Regions from separate parts of the Zea mays genome. Here region 1 is linked to region 2. Evidence: chromatin contacts called from public Hi-C data. All regions are on one chromosome and are shown on one strand. Each heading gives the region's core, a stretch centred on a gene start, on an enhancer-like site or on the middle of the called end of the contact. The rest is flanking DNA. Distances are from core to core; before and after follow the strand shown. Region 1 holds the start of LOC100275998. Region 2 holds the start of LOC100275072.

What was found. Hi-C and Micro-C count contacts between places; a contact is called where the count stands out from the background.
Region 1: a Hi-C map of tassel shows a contact between it and region 2, with 6 times the contacts expected there. The contact joins the promoter of LOC100275998 here to the promoter of LOC100275072 in region 2. A contact is called at or near these places in 11 of 25 Hi-C or Micro-C datasets (bundle sheath, ear, endosperm and 5 more).

The regions. Positions count from the first base shown.
Region 1 is chr6:30,540,337-30,544,825 of Zm-B73-REFERENCE-NAM-5.0, reverse strand. LOC100275998 reads right to left here and starts at 1,573. Exons shown (of 2, transcript NM_001149896.1): 1 at 1,201-1,573. The coding sequence starts at 1,512.
Region 2 is chr6:30,368,651-30,373,583 of Zm-B73-REFERENCE-NAM-5.0, reverse strand. LOC100275072 reads left to right here and starts at 3,030. Exons shown (of 4, transcript NM_001149261.1): 1 at 3,030-3,243; 2 at 3,367-3,411; 3 at 3,904-3,936; 4 at 4,011-4,352. The coding sequence starts at 3,204. The coding sequence ends at 4,189.

The DNA.
Region 1 (4,489 bases), core at 324-2,823, 170 kb before region 2:
ATATCCTCCATCCATTGTGCAGTTCCAGCAACAAACATCAGTCATCAGTGTACTTAAATATTAGGGAAAATAAAATGTTGGAGGCTAAAATGAGCCTTGCAGACGGTCCGGCCCTGAGGCCGGACGGTCCGCGGTGGCGGCGCGGACGGTCCGCGCGCGCGCAGAGTCAGTTAGGGTTCCTAGTTTCTCGCGGGATTTGTTACCTAAAACCGCGGGATTAACTCGGGAAACAGTTGGAAACGGATCCAGACCTCCCCCTTTATATAGATGAAGGGCTACGGCCGATTGAACCCCCCAACAATCGATCAAATCAAGTCTATTACTCGTATTTACTTTACGCATTAGGAGTAGTTCTAGTCTAGTTCTAGTTTAGCCCTAGTTTAGCCTTCCAATCCCCAAATTCTCCGCCTCTCTTCGACTCCACGTCGATTAGAGGAGTCTAGGTCGGTCTGTCCGAGCCTAGACACCACCTAGGATCTCTCCTCCCCGACGGGGTCCCTCCCGGGAGCGAGATTCAGGCGCCGCCGGTGACCTTCGCCGCCCCCTGCGCACGCGCGGACCGTCCGGCCCTAGGGCGCGGACCGTCCGGCCGTCAGGCAGGGAACCTTTGCCCCTGCGCCAGGTCGCGGACCGTCCGGCCCTGTGCCGCGGACCGTCCGCGCCTGACCAGAGAGCACCGCCGCCGGTTCTTGTTGAGTGTTTGGCGCTCCGAAAAGGCGTCAACAGAAAACAACCAAACTGCGACACAATTGTCAGACCCAGATAACTTCAGCTACCGATCGGACTCAATCAAATCAGAGAACCGAACACATTGCAGCCACAATATTGATAACCAAGACGCACTAAGGGGCTGTTTGGTTCTATAACTATGGTGCCAAAAATTATCACACAACTTTATGACACACTTGCCTAAGATGTCTGAGGTTAGGCGCTCAAATTCTACGTCAAAGTTTGCCACGCCTAAGAGAATCTTACACGAGTGACACCTACGTAGCAGGAGAAAAATCTTGCCACAACTGTGGCTTCAAACCAAACACATGCCTAACTTGGTCAAACTTACTTAACCTTAAGGCGTGGCAAACTGTGGCATGTGGCAAGTAAGGAACAGCCCCTAAATCTTAATAGCACAGTCACGTTTCTGCACACACTAGGAGCACGAAAGCACCTACAGCGATAGATAGCGAGGGGCGGGGATCGAACCTGGAGGTTGTTGCCCTTGATGTGCGCCCATACCAGCTTGATGGCCTCAGTCCGGGGCAGCTCCGCCGCGCCGCCGACGAACTCCCGCAGCTCTGTAGAGATGGGCTTCGGCTTGGTGATCCCGCTCGCCGGCTTCTTCTTCCCCGCCGCCTTCTTCCCCTCTTTCCCTACCCCCTCGGCCGTTGCCTCCGCCCGCACAGCCACGGCGCCCCTAGCCCTCATCCGCACCGACACCACAGACACAGCCAAGGGCGCCCGCCGGAGTGCGACGGGGCACGCAAGGAGCTCGCCGGAGCGGATGGCCACCGACATCGCCGGGGGGCTCGCGCAGCTAGGGTTTATCCGTGTGGTTCTGGGGATAAGGTTTCGCGGTGGCCATGGGCGACCGAGGTCGCCGGGTAGTAGGCCGGCCGGGGACGTACCTGCCGTCGGATGGAGGAGTGGCGGATCGGGCGGCCGAGATCTCCGCAATCGCGTGCGTTTGAAAACCTTATCCGCCTTTCGACGTGGGAGACAACGGTAGGTAGTGTGGAAATAGAATACGGGCTATATCTGATAATAATTTTATTTTAATTAAATTCGAATTTGAATATATGCACTGTCAATTTTATGAGATATGATATAAATGAATAGGGACAATTTTGATTATGGCCTTAGTTGGCCAGCAATTATGATTTTACCTCATATTTTTCAACTTTATATTTTTATCCCTCCATTTTAAAAACAAAATTATCGTTTACCCCTTCCCCTCAGGGTCGTTAATGAAAAATAGAATTAGTAATTAAAAACAAAAAATGTGAAAAAAGTGGGTGAAAGGTCCAAACTACCTTCCTATTCTGTATGTCGCAACTCTAATAAGGTAAAATCACAATTACATACTCTGACGAGAGGTAAAATCGCAATAAATTGCATGGATATTTTTATCTTTTCACATAAAATTTAATATCGTTAACCGCACATAACGATGCAAAGATATGGCAGAGCTACGTTTTCCAAACGAAGGGTAAAATCATAATCGCTAGACTAGATAGGGTATATACGTGAGCTAAATACTCAACCTATGAGTCTTTTATTGGGTAAAAATCTTTACCAAATAGGTAAACTGATATTAGAACGTTCTATCCTCACCTATCGTTATTTGGACCATTGTAACACCAAAAAACCCATCAACTAAAAATAATAAAATTAGTAAAATATGGTAATCATAATTTTTTAGTGATTAATTATTTATTTGCATTTTTGGATCAGTTTTCTTTGCATGCGCTTGATTGATTATCGCTTGATTGATTATCAGATGATTGTTATTAACTTCCTTTTAAAAAGAAATCCTAGTAATTAAATAATAATTAAGTAATATAGTAATTATTAGTCTAAAAACAAGTATTCTATTTATAAATATTTTTGGTAAATTTTTTATGAATTTTTGAGCTCTTTAAACAAGCATTTTAGAATTAAAAAAAAAACTAAACCTACAGCCGACCCACTTGGGGCCCATGCCCCAAACCCTAAACCGAGCACGCGCGCTGCTGGCTGCCAGCAGCCGCCGCCGCCTCCCTCTACTACTCCCCTTTCTCCTCTATTCTCTCTCTCCCCTAATCTCTCTCTCCCTCGCCGCTCCTCTCTCCTCTCTCTGCTTCTCTCTTACGCGCGCACACCAGCGCCCCGCCGCCGAGCCGCGGCACCGCGCGAGCTCCGCCCTACGCGCCGCACGCGCTCCCTGGCCATGCCGCGCGAGCCACACCGGCCCCTGCACACTGCCCCGCGCGCGATGTCGCCCTGCACAGCAGCCGAACGCCCGACGCCGCGGTCGAGCGAGCACCCGAGCCGACGCCCGCGCGCGAGCAGCGCGCTGTCCACCCGCGTGACCGTGTGACCGTTTCTTGCGTTATGGACTTCATTTCTTCCGTTTCTCCTCCCCCATTCCTCACACCATTGATGCCTTGAAGAAACTGATGTACTGATGGCCATTGAAGACCCGTTACTCTCTCTGGCAGACTATTCTTCTTCCCTCCCTCTCTCTATAAAAGGCAGCAGAGCCTCCCCATTCTCCCCTACTTGAGTTTGTCTCTCTCTCTCTAGCACTCCTCGCTCATCGCTAGTGCCGTTGCCGTTCGTCGCCGGAGTTCACCGGAGCCACAGTTCGTCGCCGGAGCCACGCACTCGCCGTCCGTAGTCGAGCCTTGCTCTCCACCCGGCCGAACCCCGTCGAACTCTTTCCGTCGCACGCGCGAACTTAAGGTTGATGACGACCGAAATTATTTTGTGTATTTTACAAAAGTACTTGTTGATTTGATTCATGAGTTGTATATTTTGTTTGTTGTAATATGAACACATGTGACTCGCAATTTATGTGTATGTGCATTATGGAATTTTGGTAGATTCATGCGATTATTCGTACACCGTTATATTTCATGTTAGTCGTGGCGTTGATTTTTGGATTAGAAAAATATGGCATAGATTTAGTAGTCACATGTTGGTGATAAAAACAATAGATAAGAGTTTTTATAGTTAAATTTGGTCACAATAAACGTTAGAAACTATTTGGAGAATTATAGGTGCATTTTAAGTGGATTTAGAAAATGGTATAGAACGCATGTCATATGAATAATATAGGATTTTTAGATGATTTATCCGATTATTTAATTAATATCTTCTTTTAGAAAGAAAAGAGAAAATATCACCAGTAGTGTGGAAAAAGGATTTTTGCTAGTTAAATAATCATGTTCGCAAATTTAGCACTTAAACTTTTAGAGTACTAGTTTATGTCAAAATATCCTCACTTGTGTTATAAAAAGTCCAATTAGCAATTTATGTAGATTTTTAGAATATTAATATTAATAGATTTATTTTTAGCCATACTCAATAATTTGGGTTAGAAATAAAAAGGATAAAAACGTATTAATTTATTTATTGGTACTAAAGACGATAATTATTTTCATTAATGATGTCAAAATTTATTAATATTGGTTAAAATTATATTCATTGCACCCACCCATAAATTCACCATTAGGACTCACATTAATAGCTATAATTGAATTAATAAGTATTTATGTGATTAGTACGTAATTAAGATGTGATTAGTGCGATATGTTAATGTGTGTTTAATGATGTATTGGTGTATGTTTATGAAATGGTGCATGTTTATTTATTTATGTATGTTTTATTTTTGTATGTGCCTATGCGACTCTATTAGAAGCCGATTGTGCGATAGGCGATCCAAGTTCGTTCGAGGACGACCCGCAAGACGCTTTTGAGCAAGGCAAGTGGATTCTCCCTCTGCATATTCTGT
Region 2 (4,933 bases), core at 1,781-4,280:
CAGGCGGGAGAAGTACCATATCGTACTCGTTGCCGAGAGACATGAACTCAAGACTCCTGAACCTGATCATCGTCCCTAGCCTCAGCGGGTGGTGGGAATCTGCCATCTAGAGCGCTGGCGAGAACTAGGAGTGTTTCACGCGACTATCCCCTACCTGGTGCTCCAAATATCGGTGTTTGGACCATGGGTCCTTAACCAACTAGTAAATGTGTCGCGTGGCCGGCTCTAGATGGTCTGCGAGATGACACAAGTAATTATCCTGGTTCAGGCTACTCAAGGCCCTACTTCCAGCAGAGAGGATGAGGCTTATATTACTCGCACCGTGGTGCCTATAGTAGGGGTTTACAAGCACAGCGGGAGAGGGTAAGTCCCCAAGTCCCTAGAGATGATTGAGGCAAGTGCCAATATCTAAGACAGAGTGAGAAAGTGAGAGTTTGTCTTTGTGTGTCCCCGTGTCCCGTGGAGGGACCACTGCCCTATTTATACACCAAGGGGAGCGTCCACAGTGAAGCTGAGTCTTGTATTCAAAAGAGAGATGCCCTGGCATCTGATGTGATGGCGAACCATGCAGTAGATTCATGCCTGCTGACTTCCCGTAGAGAGCCGAGGCCGAGCGGTTGTCCATACGCCTGAGCCCCCGAGGGAGAGGTCGCCCATGCCGTAGTGGTTGTAAACAGCGTTGGGGTATGGGCTAAAGGCTGCTTACAGGGCGCATCATCGTCCTAGTGCATGATGACGTCGAGATTCCCTACAGCACTCATCGAGATCAGAGTCCCTGCTTGGTTGATGCAGAAGTCTTCTCGAGGCGCTAGCCGAGCCGTCTCTCAACGTGCGCTACAGTTGGGCGTAGTGGCTGTCTACAGGATTCGTGGTGCAGTCGGTGGCCGAGACTGAGCTCGGGCGAGGCGGAGAACTTGCCCGAGGGTTGAGCCCAGGGTCGGGCGAGGCGGAGCGGTTATGCCCGAAGGCATGTCCGCTTGGCTTGTCGTGTTAGACGTCCCATCGGAGGGCGTCAGGTGGCGTGCGTGCACTGTGATGTAGGCGTAATCATAACACTACACCGGGCGTGATTGCTATATTGTCCGCCACTGTGCTCTGCTGCCACAGCGCGGGTTGGCACACGCATTAAATGCGCATGTCCCCTACCTGTTTTCGAGTGCCTTGTCCTATTCGCTTGAGGCCAGCTCAGGCGAGACGGACTGGGCTGAGGCGGCTTCGGGCGAGGCTGAGCGAGTGGTGTCGACCTCGGGTGAGGTGGAGCCCTGCTCGAGGTGGGAGATCCTCAAGGGATGTCTTGGTTTTTTTGTAGGTGGCTCGGCTGTCACCCTTCAGGAGTTTGGTTCTTATTTCTCTGAGTGCGTTCGTTAGGGGGATAATCAGGGTGTCCCTAATTACCGCCCCCGACATCACCCATACTCGTTAACCCGGTGGGTATAAAATATCCAGTACAAATTTAGCCAAAATGCATAAACTTGAGTACTTGGCCTTGCCCAAAATAAATGAAACCCTAGCTATATAATCTCTTTCTACTATAGAATTCCACATACAGCCAGGCATAGTCCATAGATTATCGTACCCCTGCTCATCCTGATCCTAACACCATCCAATCAATTAGGGGTGAGCATTCGGGTTACTCGAAAGTTTCAGGTCGGGGTAATTCGAGTAATTTAAAATTCAGGTTTTGAGAATATGTACCCGAAATTACAGTGGATTTTATATTACCCAAAAAATCAGGTACCCGGAGTTTTGGGTTTGAGTATTCCCGAACTACCTGAAATATTGTGTCAGCTTCATAAAACATATACACCCTATTGAATTAGTACAAAACACAGTTTGAATAATGATATACATGCATGTAAAAACACAAACAATCTACAATTACAAGTTTACAAGTTCATACACATTTACACATAATTATATATGCACAATTTGATAATTAACAATGACATGAGTACATAACACATGAAAGTCTGCGTAATTCGGGTACCCGATTGTAATATCCGAATTACTTGAAATAAGTTTGAGTTTTACAAATTACCATTCACAATTCTTGAACAAAATTCGGGTTTTGAGTAATTTGGGTTTGGGTATTCCGGTTTTGGGTTTCGGTTATGGTTTTTTTCCCAGCACTATAATCAATTGTGTAAGTATAGTTTCCAAGCAGATTTTATAGTTGTTTCTTGTGCAACTATGTAATTAGATAATATTTCTAAAGACCTAAGCACAATCCTAGCCATGCAATTTGATTTTTGCAGCCTCATGTATCTATAATGTTAGAAATCAAATGGCGCGATGCTTAATTATGGCACACGACTTATTTAAGTTTGATGTTTCATAACTCATATTTTTTATAGTTCATTATATTTGTTCAATGGTGCTTACCGTATATATCTATATGTTGAATCTTTTTGGGTACGGGGTAACCCGACAGGTGACTCTGGGGTAAATCCATACCCACAAGTCAATATAAGTGATCCGATGAGGTTATCTTTTTGTAGTGGGTATGAGTATGAGATAGTAATACTATGTGGGTATTTATTTACTCATTGACATCTCTACTAACAGTAGATAACGTTCCTAGGTAACAATTCGGACTTTGGAATCGATAAGGTCTTGTTCTGTTATTCCCAATCCATGTGGATTGGAGTGGATTGGGTGGCATTGAGTCTGATTTTAACTTACTATAGATTTAAACCAACTAAATCCCGTCAATCCACATGGATAAGCATCAAAACGAATAAGTCCTTAGGCCTTGTTCGGTTATTATAATTCTATATAAATTAAAGTGGTTTAAAATAAATTAAAATAAATTTTAATTTGCTATGAATTTAAACCGACTTAATATCATTCAATTTATATGGATTAAATATCCAATTCATATGGATTAAATGAACGAGAGCTGAAAAACTGTCAAGTATTACTCACCGAGGGCCCAAAAGTTTATCCCGCTAGTCGGACGCTGGTTTAGCTATAGGGGCCTTTCCGTTTGTAGTTGCGCTAGAAAGGTGAACCTAGCCCAAAGCAACGGCAAAGCCCGTCAGCCGGTGTGTAGACCCAATACGGCCCGGCCGATTTGTCGCTGACGTCACCTCATCTTCACCACCGGAGTCCGGAGTAATGCGCAGGCCACAGGGTCGGGTTCGCTTTTTCTTGGCTTCTTCTCTCGTCCATCCACAGGGGGAAGGAGCAGGAGGGAGGGAGCCATGGTTGTCAGCACATTCACTGGCCCCGGGATTGGGATCGGTGAGTGAACCAAAGGCCCCATCATTTCAGGCGCCAAGATCAGACCTTGACGTTGCTCTCTCTGATTCTCGCTCCTTATTTGGTTTGCTGAATTCATTTTTTTTTCTGTTTGATCCGGTGCAGGGTTCGGTGTCGGCTGCGGGTTCGGCGTCGGGTGGGGGTTCGGAGGTGAGAGCATGCTCATTTTCGCGTGATTAATTTGTTTCTTTTTGGTGTAGGCGTGTATTAGAAATCTTAACTTGTCAAATTGAACTAGCGAGATCCTTTTTTGGATTCTGTGTTGTTGATTTCGTGTTGGCTGTATTTGGCGGTAAAATGGCTATCAAATTATTTACAGGACAAGCATGCGGTTGCAGTTCAGTCCCAAGTTGTTTCCCTTTCCCATGCGATTCTTTCCAAGTTGCTTAATATCTGTTTACTGCTAAATAGGGACTAGGGACCAACATTGTGTATATGGATTGGTTCCTATCACATTACCAACATGATCATAGTAAAGTATACTTTTATGAAGCTACTTAGTAATATGCAACAAATGTTTAAAATGATTCGTTTTAGATAACCCAAAATGTCACTTATTTGTGATTGGGGGGAGTAATATTCAATGAAAATGTGTATTCATGATCAAGAAATGACATGCTTTTGGTTTGCTTTTCTACCCAGGAATGCCTCTTAACACGTTCGGCTTGGGTATTGGTACTACTTCTAAGCCTATATTCACTTACATTTCCTTGCTAGTAGATTTCTAAAATCCATCTTGTTAAAAATAGGTGGGGGCTGCGGAGTTGGTCTTGGACTAGGATGGGGCTTTGGAAATGCTTTTGGTTGTCAGTATCGATCTTCAAGAGTCCAGTTCCAGGGCATTGAATTTCAGAAGAAGGCTGGAGGAGATGAATCACAAAAAGTTGTTTCACCCGAGCTTGCTGAAAAGTCTCATCCTTATGGCTAGTATTCCTGCTACCACAAAATCCACAGAGACTGAGTTCTGTGTGCTGAGTTGCAGTTTAATTACATACATGTGAGTTCTTTGTTAGTAATGTTATGCTACACTTATGGTCATTTCTGTTGTAACCAGAAGTTGTTAATGGATGGAATTTTCAATTAGGAAGAAATGACGCTAATATTTGCCCTACATGCTATTCATTTACTTTTCATGGTTGAAGGCCCGTCACTATCATTTATTGCTGTGCTTTATGTTGTAAAGCTACCATATCTTGACTTGGTCTGAAATTTGAAATGGCAGAAAATTATTGAAAATAAGTTTTCTGAAACCATCAGTATTATGATCTTTCATGTTTGCTTCTCCTGTAACAGTATGAGAACTAAAGCTTTGATTAGTTTCTTTTCTCAGGACAAGCTTAAAAACAAAACAAAATAACTGCTGCTATAAAGTTACAGTTTAGGGAAGGTCTTTTAAGTTGAACCACCAGAAGGTTAAGAAAAAGTACAAAACAAAGGCGGACGTTGTTTCTGATCTGTTGGTGGGTGCTGTGACTGCATACCGGGAATCAGAACAACTGGTAACTTCGTCATAGCATGAAGCATCCATGGACCTGGCATGATGGTGAATGACTTGCACAACTGTATCTCTTTTCTTCCTGAAAACACACAACTGTGTCTTTCAGTGTTTTTTTCCAGTGCAAAGCCTCTCATACATCAAGCAAATGGATGGTCAAAGGAAGCAGAATCGTTC